Linked DNA regions of Mus musculus: region 2 is linked to region 1. The links are chromatin contacts, called in public Hi-C maps. All regions are on one chromosome and are shown on one strand. The core of a region is the stretch at or near the end of the contact, and the rest is flanking DNA. Distances in the headings are between cores, read along the strand shown.

Region 1 (7,533 bases), core at 2,667-5,166:
CTGCACTGGCCAAAGAAGTCACAAGGAAAAAAAAAAAAAACAAGAGGAAGTGATACGAACCCCACCTTTTGATGGGAGAAATTTCAGAGCCCAATTGTAAAGGATACAGCTGGGCAAGGAGAATAATTTGTGATGTCAGGAGTTGTGTTGTGCCAGCTTAGGAGAGCCAAAGCTTGTGAGAGCTTCTAATTCCAAGTTTGGTAAAGCCACATCAAGAGCTTGATTATCAGCCAGAGTGGGAATATTCAGTTGCTATGGCAACTGGCAAACATTACACAGGAGTCAATTGTTAGTCATTTACATCATAGCACTGGCTGGCCTTTACTCATAGAAAGCAAGATGAGTACCACTGCTTGAGACGAGCTCAAGATTTTTTTCATGATGGAAAATAAGTACGGAAGAGGAGGGGAGAGGTTCCTTGGCATCTTTTCCATCATCTGATGTCTCCAGGCTGCTGATAGCTTAAGCTGGATAGGAGAAGAGATAAATGAGAGAAGAGAAAGTACTCTGGCTTCTGACTTCCATCAGGTTCAGACATGACCTGTACTTCATCATGCATCTAAGTGTTTCATCATCGTCTGTGGCTCTAGTAAGATGTTAGACACAGAAAAAGCTCTGTTCTCTGGAATGCTCCCACTGCCTTATGTCCTGGCTTGTTATATGCCACTGTGCCAGTGCCAGACAGATCTGCTCCCCCACAGTGCTTGGTGATACTAAGAGCCACATGGCTTCTCTTATATCTTTTGTTGTGAACCTAGCCTTTAAGGACTAAGACATCTCTGCAGACCCACACTGTTTCTCAACGAGGAGTAGGAGATGCAATGAAGTGAGTTGATTCTGGGGACTGTTTCTGAAGAGGGCACTCTGTGGAGGAGAATAAAGACAACATGAAGAAACTAGCAGAGAGGCTCTTACTGAGGCTGTTTATGCAACACAGTACTTGAGGCTTTTTGGAGCTTGTCAAAAATGCAAAATCCAAGGCTCTACCAAGACCTTAACTCCAATCTCCATTTAAGCAAGGTTCTTGAGTAGCTTTTGTACATGTTAGAGTTTGGGAATGAGCCATATGGTGGTTTGTTCATGGAACCAGAAATGATCGTGTGTTTTGTTAAAGACTATGTACATAAATCTATGTTTGTTCTATGTGTGTATGGTGGACATGCTTGTGTGCATGCATGTGGACACACATGTGAAAGTGAAGGCCTGAGGCTGACTTGGGGTGTCTTCCTCTCTCTCCACCTAAACATTGAAACAGAGTCTCTGACTTAAACTCGGAAATGATCAATTCTGCTAGGCCTCTTGCTTTGGGGATTCCTCCCAAGTTTAGGTGGCTTGCCACACTGGTGCCAAGGAGCTGAGCTTCCACCCTCACTATGAATGGCAAATGCTTCACTCGCTCTACCATCCTCCCAGTCCCACGTGGCATTCTCGTTCACGCTCCATCTTAATTCCTTGTCTGTTTTTTTCCACTTGCAGGTTTCCATTCAAGGTCTATGCTTAGTGAACAGCTCAGCCTGATTCTCAGGACCTCCATTTTCATAACCATTGTAGTAGGAAACTTCATATTAATATGTCTAAAATAGTGATATTCCTATGTTGGGAGCAGGGGATGGTGAGAGCTAACATCTCCTCTCCAATGGCAGAAACATAAAGATATAAAATGTGGAAAAATTCCAGATTTACCAACGACAGCATGCTCTTGGGCATTGTGGTCCTTTGAATGAGTATTTTCCCCCATAGGGTCATATATTTGAATGCTTAGTCACCAGGGAGCAGAACTGTTTGAATATTAGAAGGATTTGGAGGTGTGGCCCTACTGGAGGAAGTGTGTCACTGGGGGGTGGGGGTGGGGGTGGGGTTTGAGGTTTTAAAAGCCTAAACTAGGTCTAGTCTCATTCTCTCTACCTGTAGATTAGGATGTCGCTCTCAATTACTGTTCCAGCATGCATCCTGCCATGCTTTTGACCATGAGGATAATGGATTAGGTCTCTGAACTGTAAGCAGCCCCAGTGAAATGCTTTCATTCATAAGGGTTGCCATAGTCATGGTATCTTTTCATAGCAATAGAACAGTGACTAAGACAGGTACATAAAGACAATTATCAAGATTTGAAAAAAAAAAAAATTGGGCCAGATCTCAGTAGGTACAACTGTTTGTCCCCAAGCCCCAAGACCAATGACCTGAATTCAATCCTCAGAATCCAGATGGTAGGAGAGAACAGACTCCCACAGGCTTTCCTGTGACCCACACACGTGTACTATGGCAGACATCCCCCTCTCCCAGTATATAGTAAATAAATATAACAAAATTTTAAGGAAAAAACATAAACCAATTTGGTTTGTTTCATTGTAGTTTTTGAGACAGGGTCTCTACATAGCCCTGACTGTCCCGGAACTTACTATGTACACCAAGCTAGCCTCAAACTCACCTGCCTCTGTCACAGATGAAAGACATGCACCATCATGCCCAGCTCATTAAAGCAGCTGCCTCTTTGTGTTGATTTTAGAAGTAGGTCTTCCTTCTCACCATTATTTTGATATAGTTTTAAAGATATTTTGCAATCTTGCATTTCATTCATTCCTATGAAGCTGTGTGGAATCCTTTCTGAGGATAATATGCAGTGTAGACAAGCAAACAAAACAAACATTCTTTCCCAGGAAGAAAATATCCTCTTGGTAGTGGCTACCATGGGAGATGGAATGATTTACTCAGAGCAAAATAAGCAAGGCTCATGAGCTCGAGAGGAAGAACTCTGCTCTTCGTACCAGCAGTAACATCATCTTGGTAACTTTATATATGATGAAAGAGTCAGAAAGACTGAATGCTTCTGGGGACAAGAGTAGAAATAACATAGTTCTATTAGGGTTGTGGCTTAGAGTGCTATTCACGAGAGAACGACAAAACCCCAAAGAGGAACTTACATCAGAGAGATGTCTGTTAGTGCTTTACTGGAGACAAGACTAGGTGTGGTGAAACCTTTCAAGCCCAGTGGTAGAAGTAAGCAAGGTCAGACTGAAGTTGGATTCCACCGAAAGTTCACTTGGAGGAACCAGTGAACTTATATGTTAGTCTTACTTCCAGAGCAATGGGTGAGGGCTTATGGGGGGAGCATAGGTGAGCTTAAAGCCCCTACAGTAGAAGATCTGCACCCAGTATGAATGAGAACTCCCCAGTGGCTGCATAAACCTTCCCCACCTATCACCATAACCCCTTCCACAGCCCCTGAATCCAGTGCAATTAGCCCAGGATTGCATGCAGCTGGCTGTGTGGGGTGGCTGCAGGTTGACTGTACACCCCATGGCTCTCCCTGCTCCCTTCTTATACCAGAGAACATCAGCAGTCAACAAGCCCAGCTGGTATTATCTTAGGGAAGCAGGCTCACCATAACTCCTGAAGATGGTGGTATCGAGCCTGGAGGACAGTCTTATTCAACACAGGGGTAAACTCTCTAAGGAAGATACTGTGACTGTAGATTTGAGGGCTGGAGTACTGAACCAGGACCTTCTATTTTGTCTTTAAAACATTCCAAGCTTTTCAGGAGGTACGCTGAGTTATAGCTCACAAACCTTCCTGCTTTCTGATGTGTAGGGGCACTGAGGCAATCAATACCATAGTCTAGTCTTGACCTTTGACCCTTAGTCCAGTGCTCTTTCCCATTTGCCTTGTGGTATTTTAGAGGAGCAGCTGGCTATGTTGTCCATAAAGTCCATGAAGACCAACATTGGGTTAAGCCTTTTCGTGCTGTGGGGTGCTTAGCATGCTGGAGGCTCTCCATACATATCTGTTGGCTAAGTGAAGCTTTTAGGGAGTGAAATGAGGTTAGAAGATGTGAAGAGTAGTTAATTTATGGTCCAAGATTCTCTTTTCCAGGAAGAGAGCTCAGTCTGTTGAAGATAAATGATTTACTATTTTTTATCGCCTCAAGCGTTACACAATCCTTATGCTGGCTCTCTCTCCAGCTTGCTACTCCTTACTTAGGGACGGTTTTTACTTTTTTAGGGTTAAGAGCTGTTGGGTTTCCTATCTCTGGATATCCCAGAATGTGTGTGTATGTGTATGTGTGTTTATGTGCATGTGTATGTGTGTATATGTGTATGTGCATGTGAATGTGTGTATGTATGTGTATGTATCTCTCTGTGATTGTATGTATATGTATGCATGTATGCATGCATGTATGTATGTATGTATGTATGTATGTATGTTTTGACCGTGTAGATATATGAATTGGATCTTTTTGCCAGACCCACAAATTGAGTTGATGATATCCCAGCAGTGGCATCTGTTGGAAAAAAATATTGATTCAGTTCAAACCAATTCTGCGGATTTTATTTTGCCCTGAAGAAATAGCTGAGGCTGTCATAGCTCTGCTGTGATCATTCCTGGTAAATGGTCTTTGAATGGCTTGTCTGCAAGTTCCATGGGTTGGTGTCAGACCCTACTTAGTTTGGGGAAGGACAACTAATGACAATCTGATAGCCTCCATCTGGGCCTTAAGCTTTGCCTGCTCCCAGGTGTTTGGGCAATTATCACTGAAATGCACCTCAGGAGTGGGGCACAGGGAGGGGAGACCAGAGAACAAGCCATCAGCTCATGGAGCTATGGCAGAGGCTGCAGCTCAGTTTGGCTGCTAGGGCATTCTCAAAGGCCTTCTGTGGCCCAAGTTCACTTTGTTTTTCTCTGGTAGAGTTGGAAAAAGGTGTTTGTTGGCTGACCTGTCAGCTGTGCTCTGTGGGGAAACAGCCTGCTAGGGTGGAGTGGAATGGTTAGTCATTTCTTCACCTTTATGAGTTATTCCTCTGCACTGAAGTTACCTTTCGTAATGGCAAATACAAGGATCACGTTGTGTGTGGTGCCAAGGGGTGGACCCAAGAAGGTGCTGGCAAGAGGTGGAGTGGCTGGTGATGACTGGCTGGTTTTTATGTAGACAAATTGGCCAGAAGGATTTTTTTTTAAGTTGGCATAAGGACTTACGTTCTTTCTTTCTTCTTTTTTTTTTTTTTTCTGACAATAATGAATGAGCTTGTTTGCGATTATACAACAAGTCCCCATTCATTAGCGACCAGAGCAGGGTCCCAGCTCGGGGACTTTGAAAGTGCAGCTCCTTATTTGGTCCAAGGTCGAGCAATTTCAGCAGTCAGCTGTGGTGTTGCCGATTCAGGTGCCCCAGCAGTGCTTTGATGTTTGTGCATGCTGAGTCTACCTCTCTTGAGTGTATGAGGCTCAGGGCTTGTCATCTGTTTCAGGGATATGGAGTAACTATAGACAAAAGAGTTTCAGCTTTATCTCGTGTCACAAGGGAAAGGAATTATCTTATAACTGTTGGATGACCCAACATTACCTCTCCTCTTGGGAGTTGCTCCAAAGGCCACTTCTTCACTGAAACAAACAGCAGCCCATCCACTGCACTCCTCTGGCGGTGATAAACCTTGAAAATAAAGAAGGGAAGTTTTGATTTTTGAAATTTTTTTCTCAAAAGCAAAAGTTAATTTATTATTTTTAATTATTTACTTATTTACTTACGCTTGTTATTACTTTTGCTTTTGTAAGAGAAGGTGTCATTATGGACCCTAAGTAGGCCTTGAACTTCTGATCCTCCTGTCTTGACTCCTCAAGGACTGGAATTATAGATAACACCATGCTTGGCTCAAAAGGAAAATTGACTCCTGCTTTGAAATTGGACATGATTGTTGCTTGTGTAATTGTGTTTGTGTGTTGTGAGGAGTGATATGGTATAATGGGGACAATATTATGGGTGCAGTGGGGAAAGTGTGATGGGTGCAGTGGGGGACAGTGTGATGGGTGCAGTGGGGACAGTGTGATGGGTGCAGTGGGGGGACAATGTGATGGGTGCAGTGGGGACAGTGTGATGGGTGCAGTGGGGACAGTGTGATGGGTGCAGTGGGGACAGTGTGATGGGTGCAGTGTGGACAATGTGATGGGTGCAGTGGGGACAGTGTGATGGGTGCAGTGGGGACAGTGTGATGGGTGCAGTGGGGACAGTGTGATGGGTGCAGTGGGGACATTGTGATGGGTGCAGTGGGGACAGTGTGATGGGTACAGTGGGGACAATGTGATGAGTGCAGTGGGGACAGTGTGATGAGGTTCAATGAGGACGGTATGATGGAGTGTGGTGGTTGTGAGGAGGCTGTGACACAGTGGCACTATCAGTCAAAGCACATTCATGTTCATAGATCCTCTGAGGTGCACTTTGGCCCAGATGACAAAGGCATAAAAGAACCCACAGGATACCACGCAGAGTCAAGCCAGAGCCAGCGAGCAACAGTGCTCTGCTCCATAAGTTTTGTCAACTGTCTACCATACAGTGCCTGAATTTTCTTGCCTGCAAAAGAAAGTAAAATGAGGATTTCCTTCAGAGCTTCATTGTAATAGTTAAATGCATTAAGGACTATAGCACATAAATTTATTTATGGAATATAATTTCATTATATTTAATGCATTCAATGGAAAGCTATATTCCATAATATAAAGTAAAACTAAATTGCATATATATTATACACATACATAAATGAGTTTGAAATGATTGTGGGTCTTTTATTAAATGATATTTTTCATAAACATCTGGAATTTTATTTACGAAATTACAACCATGAACCTTGTTCCATTTAGAGGCCCTCTTGGTTCTCCACACCCATCAGCATGTCACCATTTCATTTGTTTTAATGTTTCTATCTAAGTGGTGAAAATGCTGAAGCACAGACAAGAAATATCCATAACGTGACCATCATTATTAATATGAAATTATACATTTAAATCATTTTCTGATTAAAAATAAACTTGCTTGCCAATGCAGCTCTGCAGGTCTACCTAGTATAGGGCTGGCCTGTTTTCCTGATAGTGGTTGACTCTACTCATTTTCCCAGGTCCTCTACATCTGCCTCCTCCCTGCTTCTGTCTTATCAAAGGTCCAAGAGGGGCTCAAAGAGCACCTCATCTTCCTTCGCCAGAGCTACCTTGGTTCATACAATGGGCACTTTGAAGCCACCTCTGCCTCCACTTTAGCCACCTCTGAACATCTTTCCAGGACTACTTTGGTCCATAAGTCCATCTCTTTCTCCCTGACAGCTCCCAGGGATGCTTTGGCCACTCTCACTACCTGGAGGTGGGACAGGCGGTAGGAAGAAGCTCTTGAGCTCAGGGGCAAACACTGGTTGCATTCTGTGCTCCAGGTGAAGTTTTGGTTTCTATAGCCTGGATTGGGATATTGCTGGTCTCCAACCAGGACCTGCACAGAGTGGTGGTGGCATCTCTTTGCTGCTACTCATTGGAGGCCTTGGGAGGGGAAGAGCAAAAGAAACTTTACGTTTGCTTCCTTGAAACATCTTTCCCATCAAGGCACTCAGTGCCAGGCAGGCTTGGCAGTTGGTGGATCTTCCCAGGACATGGTGGAGGCTTTCTTGTCTCCTTATCCAGGTGGTTATGAAACATGGGTTGCCAAGTTCTTCTGTTCATCTTGACAACCGCACAGTCTGCCCTATCATCCAGTAGCATTGTCATTTAATCCTTGCACACATG
Region 2 (7,533 bases), core at 1,521-4,020, 530 kb after region 1:
TAGTTTTCTATTCATCCCTCTTGAAGCTAGTTATTGTTAGCAGATTCTATTTCATAGTTGTTATTGTTAGCATATTCCATGTTGTTCACTAACTATAAACAATACACACACCACATACCATACAGACACCACACACACACACCACATGCACACCACACACATGCACACGCACACGCACACCACATACCACATGCTCACCACATACAGACATACCACATGCACACCACACACATACATATCACACACACCCCCCACATTCACACTACACACATACACATCACCCCCCCACCACACACACACCACACACACATACACACACACCACATGCACACCACACACATACACACACACACACACACACACACACACACACACACACCACACATGCACACCACACACATACACACACACCACATGCACACCACACACACATACCACATGCACACCACACACAAACATATACCACATGCACACTACATGCACACCACACACACACACACACACACACACACACACACACACACACACAAGTTTTCACAACACTTCCTCTGCTCCAGTGTGATGTGATTTGAAAGGAAAACCATCAAAGATGGCTTTTTTTTAATTCAGTACACTTTGAGTGCTGGTGAAGTGCCAAAATGTTTAAGTGCCCTGGCTCCTGGGACTCCCCCATGTCCCCCTTCTTTCTCTGTTCCAAAGAATAAGATCTATTATTTGTTCTGTCCTTCGCTATGTCCTCTAGATTCTTGGATGAAATTCACAAGGAGTTTTTAAAGCCTACTTGCCCCTCTGATGATGGCTGGTGATTTAAATTTGCATTCTAATGTGGCTCTTAAGAGAGCAGCCTTAACCTTCCCTGTGCTTTACCGTGAAGATTTAAAGAAAGGCACATGGTGACCAATACTTTGTATATATCACTTGTTCATGGTGTGCTTTCAGTTTAACAAGTGACCCTTTCTTTGTGTGTGAGGTGTATGGTATGTGCATGTGTGGTGTGGTGTGTAGTATGTATCTGTGTGTGGTGTGGTGTATGTGTGTGTGTGTGAGCGTGGTGTACATGTGGTGTGTATGTGGTGTGGTGTGCATGTGGTATGTGTGTGTATGCATGTGGTATGTGTGTGTGGGTGGTGTGCATGTGATATGTGTGTATGCATGTGGTATGTGTGTGTGTGTGTGTGGTGTGCATGTGATATGTGTACATGTGTGTGATATGTGGTGCATGTGTGTGGTGTGTGTTGTATGTGTTTATGTGTGTGTGTGTTTGTGTGTATATATATATGATGTGTGTGACTGTCTTTCATATGCAAACCATAGTCCTCAAAGGCCAATTTTTTGTGTAATTTCTCTTCCGAGTTCAGTTTACATAGTAATGCACATGATAAAGACCTAGTGAATACTTCTCATTGATCTTGGTGTCTTTGTCTTTAAACACTCCTTTTGATGACCGATAAATGATCAGAACCAACGACTGCTCTGACCTCTTGCCTTTACAGTAGGTCCGAAAGAGATCATCCTTAAATAGGTTTGATCCTGTCACCGTGTACCCATCAGGACTTCTTGTTGCCTAGAGATCTTGGTCCCAACCCTCCTTTTTTATTTTACACATTCTTCCAGAATATTCAGGGCCCTGATCATTATCACTAGCGTAACCTGTATCCTTACTGACACAGCGGACTCCAGTCAGTGGTTTCTGTCCTTCCTGGACAGGCTCCACGTATTCTAGCTGCTGACCTTTGCTCAGCCTGTCTGCCCTCCAGGGGCACGGGCCTTCTCTGATTGGCTTGTCCTCCATGCCCTCTCCTGTCTTCCCCACAACAGTCTGGGCCAGCCCTGTCCTCCCCAGCTTGTCTCTTACCTTCATCACTAAGCAGCACCCTTGTCACCCATCTCCAAGATCTTCCAGACACTTCTTGGTAAAGCCACCCAGGACCCCTCTTGCCCTTCTCTTCCCTCTCTTACTCTCTTCCTACTAAAGTTTGGGTACTGCATAGCACATCCTTCAGTATACACCTATATTTGAGGTCATTTGATAAGGGATTATTGCCTCCACTTTAAACTTTTGTAAGTAGCCTGTGCTGCTTCATCCCGGCCTCCTTGTATCTCCTGTAGGCCACAAGGGATGCATACTAAATATTGATGAATACATTGTTGATAGTAAAAATAGTAAAAATTCCTGTCCCTACCTCTTACCCCCATTTACCCTCGGGAATTGTCCCAGTCTCCCATTCAAACCCTTCTCTCTCTTTCCTCCAATCCCTTCACACTTGCTGATTCTCTAATAGATGGAAGTTAGATCAGAAAAAATGCTCAAGGTCCTGTGTAGGGATAACTATTAACACAGGCTTTTTAAATTAAATTTAATTTAATTTATTATTATTATTATTATTATTATTATTATTATTATTATTTTGAGTTAGTAAGTTTTGTAAAAGCCAAAAATCTTTGTTAAATTTCAATGGTTTAGAATGTACCATGCTTTCTGTGACACCAGAGGCTGGGTCAGAGACCCATCAGAATTCGTAGCTCTTTCATTGTACTTTAAAGACAGCCACTCAAGTCCCAATCTGTGTGGGTATTCATTAGGGAGACTGGGACAGCATTGGAACTTCATGCTGTAGTGCTGGTGAGCTGATAAGGTAGTGTTCTCGTAGCAACTGGTTTTCTTTTACACATCTACCTGGATAATCATTTTAATAACATCTAACAGATAATGATAGCCAGGAAACGGGGCAGAATAATGATTAACGAATCCGTGTTTATCCAGTGTACCCAACCCAGAAACAAACCCTCATGGAAAAGTTCAGTCCTTGTGTATTCAGATCTGCTTTTAAGGTGTAGAACACTACAAGTTCATTGCTCTAAATTTGCCTCAGAACATAGTAACTTTGTCCTTCAGCCAGTTTTTGCCAGCGTTTCACTTTAACTAATGGGTGGTCTATTTAAAAAAAAAAAAAAAAAGACAAAACAGTTCTTAAATGTGGCTTCACACCATTAGCTTTGGACTCCAACAGAGGGTTTGGGAAATTTCCTGGGGCCTATGTGTAAATTTGAAATTACAGGAAAAGACACAAAGGAATAGGGAAAGCTGTGGTTATCCTGCTTCCTGGAGCGGGTTAGTATCAGTCCAGCCTCGCAAGGCTGTGTTCTGAGAATTTTCTCACCTTACCCATGGTGGGAGTGAGCAGGAGATAACACACTTTATTTGCTTTTTCTGTTGCTGCAGAACGAGAGACAAAGCTTAAGAAAGGCCATACCTCGGCAGACAGAAAGAGGAAGGCGCGGTCTAGAGCTCTGAGGGTATTGAGATCAAAGTCACTCAGTTTTGCAACACACACCGAGTGTACTCATTAATTGTTTCTTGGGTGGGAGAGATTTCCTGAAGATGAGACCACATGTCTCTTCTTAAAGACCAGACTAGAGAGGGAAAAAAAATGGAGAGATCAAATCCCACTTCTAGAAGAAGCGGCTGAGGTTTCTGGATTGCAGGAGATGTTTTCAGCGAGGGGCTGGGGTCTGTCTATTATAGCATAGAAAGAAAGACTGGGAATTGTCAGTCTTGGGGGATTATTTAACTTGACTTTATTTTTATTGGTTAATTATTTTTTTTAAAACCTTTGTGATTGTCTCTAATCCTCATGAGTACCAAAGAAAATGGCCCTTTGTGTCAGGGCTGGGGTGGTGAGGGGAAGGGAGAGACAGCGGTTCTCCAGGGCAACACTGGAGTACTAAGGGAAGGGGGAGTGGGATTTTAGATAGCAAGAGCTTGGAGAACCAGTCCTACCAGGTTTTGTAGTTTAAATAAGCTCTTGGGTGGTGTTAGCTGTATCACACATGTGCTAAGAAAGGTCCATTGTCTCTGGAATTCCATTTCTTGTCAAAATAAAGTGTTTAACCCGTGATGTTTAAGGTTATATTCTAATTTACACTCTATTACTCAATTGCTTTTAAACAATCTGAATTTTTTTTAAAGGATCGGAGTTAAATATAGTTGCTTAAAAGAAAGTAAAAATGGACTATTTTGTCTTCATTTAAAAAAAAAAAGATTTATTTACTTAGGTGTCTGCATGTGTCCTTTGGTGAGTGTGCATCGTGTGTGTGTGTGTGTGTGTGTGTCTGTGTGTGTGTGTGTCTGTGTGTCTGTGTCTATACGGACCAGATATCATTGGAAGCCATGGAGCTGGAACTCCAGATGTTATGAGCTACCCCATGTGAGTGTTAGGAGCTAAACCTGGGTCCTCTGAATGGAGAGCAATGGCTTTTCTTTCCCTCCCCATTTGGTCTTTAGAGTGGCTGGTGTTCAGCACATGAGACAGCATGAAATCAATCAACATGGATACTCTTCAATAGCAGCAAGGACTCTTTAGTGCTGAGCCATCTTCTCTAGACCTAAGTGCACACATTACCAGGTGGGTTTGAACCACCGACCTTTTGGATAACTGGAGGCGAATTTGTGTTAGCAAATTGCACACAGAGTAAGAAGTTCCGTAAGAGGGATGGTGATCAGTTCAGATGCCCCCACAGTCTCCTTTATTCCCTCTTCTAAGTTGCTGAGAGACTCATAAGACTCTTAAGAGGCTGTGTTTCAGGAGCAAATCTGGGTTAATGTCCTGCTGGGTGTGAGGACATTCAGTTGTAAATACAGCTCTAGATACAAACCTAACACAGCTGCTTCTGTCTGAAACTTTGAGCTGGGGTGTGTAAGTGTCTCCTCCCCATTTTGTACTGGCCTCTGTGACATTACCATCTCATGTGTCCTGAAGTTCCAAGGCTCTTGGAATTCATTTCTTGGCTGTTCAGCATTACACAGCCTTTCCTTGGGGTGAGTTAGTCTGAGTGTGGCGACAGCTATTTCATCAGAGATCATCATCATGTGTCTCACTCAGACTTTCCTAATGGTGGCTACTGCCAACAGGAAATGATCTGTATGTGGAGGGCTGTGTGTGAAATAAGAGTTCAGCACTTGGTATTAGACAACGTCCACACACATGCATCTGACAGTGAGCATTGCATCAAACGAAAAGGTTCTTGTCTCTCTTCTTGCATGATTCTAGCAACAGCAAGTCAGCTTCAGTGCGCTTGGGTAGCTCGAGACCTGACTCTGAATAATACAAGATCCGTCTGTCTTTGAATGTTCTCTTAGGAATCCCCGTGCTCATTAGCACCAAGAACAGATTTAGATCATCCTTCTACTCTGTCTTGAAGTCTGAGATTTGTGACTGTTAGCCTAGATTAATGTGTGTGTGTGTGTGTGTGTGTGTGTGTGTGTGTGTGTGTGTGTGTGTGTGTGAGAGAGAGAGAGAGAGAGAGAGAGAGAGAGAGAGAGAGTCTCTGAAGGCTTTTAGAGTCTTATAATGATCTCATGATTTCTCAACCAGCTTTTGTCTGGACTTAAGACATCAGGACAGACATTCGGGAGGTGTGGGGTTCATGGAAATTCCTTCCACCAACCAACCCAAACATTCCTCTTATCAAAAGTTTCCAATGGTCAACTCAATGAGTGACACCTGACCCTCAAATACTTTCCTAAATTGGAGTGTGTTTAATTTAGCTGATTGTTGTATACAGTAATCACGAAAGGCTTGAGTATCATGTGCTCTACCCGTAGGCAGTATTGCAAGGCAATTGCCTTGTCTTCCCAGACAACAGGAACTCTTACAAGCTTTCTGAGTTGAATCCATTTGCCGTGTGCACGCTCTTCTCTTTGGCCTGTGATCTATTTGCCATTTGCACGAGTTATTTTAATGGCTGACAAAAAAAGAAAGGTTAAGAAAAGGAAAAAAGCCAATAGACAAAGAAAGAAAAGTTTACACACTTACAAGGTATCATGAAAGTCTTACCAAGAGGACGGAGGCGAACCACAAAACAGGAAAAAAGAGTCATGAAGGACATTCTAGGTAAGAAACTATTCTCTGAAATATACAAATAATTCTCAAGTCTCAACAGTGAGAAATCAAACAATCTAAAGATGAGCCACAGACCTGAGCAGATAACACACCGAAGAGATAAAGATGGAACATAATCATGCTAAAAAAAAAAAATGGCAGCAATGAATTGTAAATTAAATGAACAATGGCTCACCACTGCATGCCTATTAGCTCCAATCAAATCTTAAACACTGACACCATCAAATGTTGATCAGAACATAGAACACCAGAAACTCTCATTCACTGTCAGTAGAGATTCCAAAGAGTCTTGCTATCTGGAAGGGTTTGACAATTCCTATAAAGCTAAACATGTGACTTTCATATGATTCAACCATCATGCTCTTTTGGTATCTATACAATAAGGCTGAAGAATTATTTATGGCAGATATGTAAAGAAGCTTATTCATAATTGCCAAATTTTAGAGGCCACCAGTTGTTCTTCTATAAGGGAGCAGATAGGGTATGATATAGCTAGAGGGGGTATAGCTTAGTACTACAAACAGAAATAATACCAGTCATAAAAGGCATGGAGAATAGCTCAATGTATATTACTAAATAAAAGAAGCCATTCTGAGGAGATTATGTAGTATAGGATTCTAATTGTTTGACACCGGGAAGTGACAGGCATCTGGAGACAGTAAAAACTCAGTGTTTCTCAGAGGTTAGGTGGTAAGAGAGAATGAATAGACAGAGAAGAGAGGGTCCGGTCCTTCTGAGAGGTTCCATGGAGGCAGTTACGTATTATACATGTGCCCAAACTTAGGGAAAGTCTCTAAGTAGAAATGGACTCTCATGCAAACTGTGTATGATTGACAGTAAGGAAGCGTCAAGGTAGCATCGTCAGTTAATAACAAGCGTTCTAATCCTGACTTGAAAGGATGAGGAAGGCTATGTGTATAGTGTATCTGTGGGTGTGGGAGGGTGAGTAGCGGGTTCTCTGTACTTCATATTTGGTCTTTTGCTTACTATGATCTTATAAGTGAAAACCTACTTGGTTTTATGTGAGTGTGTGTGTGTGTGTTGCATTCATGTAGAAGCAAGAGGAAGATGTCAGGAGTTTTCCTCTGTCACTTTCAGTGACCTAAAGCACACTTTTGAGCTTCTGGAATTTACCTTCATGTCTCAGCCCTGGAGTTTCAGATAGTTTCAGCCATGCCTGGCATTTTCTTTTTTAAATGAGGACTCTGGGGATTTGAACTCATATCCTCACATGTGCTCTCACTAATGAGCTGTCTCCACTTCCCCTCTACCTTGCTTTACAATGTAAGCTTAATTTCTTAGTGTTCTACAGGTTCTGTCATATACAAGTTCTTTGCCCTTACAGATGGAGTCATTGCCACAGCTGGGGAGAACCAACTAAACCCTTTAGAAGAGAGAGAATAAACAAACAAACAAACCGTGAAGGCAAGGCACAATAACTCATGGGGCTCTTGAAGTATGAGCCTCATCAGGCCATTCGGCTAGCAAGCCAGTTTTCCTGAAGTAGAGGAATATTTTCCCTCCCAAGGGTTCTGGAAGACTAGGGAAGGAAATTGGAGGTGCATCCCATTGGTTGCTGTAAATGGGCTTGCCTGAGGCCTGCGTCCCTCCCTTATTATGGAAGCAGCCT

The links. Hi-C and Micro-C count contacts between places; a contact is called where the count stands out from the background.
Region 2: a Hi-C map of liver shows a contact between it and region 1, with 2.7 times the contacts expected there. The contact joins two enhancer-like sites. A contact is called at or near these places in 1 of 15 datasets of contacts at CTCF or cohesin (large pre-B cells), 2 of 484 Hi-C or Micro-C datasets (bone marrow-derived macrophages and liver), 3 of 115 datasets of contacts at active chromatin or transcription factors (differentiating embryonic stem cells, large pre-B cells and memory CD8 T cells) and 1 of 9 other capture datasets (embryonic stem cells).

What each region holds. Positions count from the first base shown.
Region 1 is chr10:96,121,160-96,128,692 of GRCm38.p6, forward strand. It overlaps the pseudogene Gm48425. Among named protein-coding and RNA genes, the nearest start is that of Gm40746, 56 kb to the right of the region's middle. Within about 2 kb of position 3,917, at least 63 of the 459 cell types and tissues checked have an H3K27ac peak or open chromatin away from gene starts, as enhancers often do. A contact at or near this core is called in liver, where this site is marked.
Region 2 is chr10:96,651,516-96,659,048 of GRCm38.p6, forward strand. No RefSeq gene overlaps it. Among named protein-coding and RNA genes, the nearest start is that of Btg1, 38 kb to the left of the region's middle. Within about 2 kb of position 2,771, at least 36 of the 459 cell types and tissues checked have an H3K27ac peak or open chromatin away from gene starts, as enhancers often do. A contact at or near this core is called in liver, where this site is marked.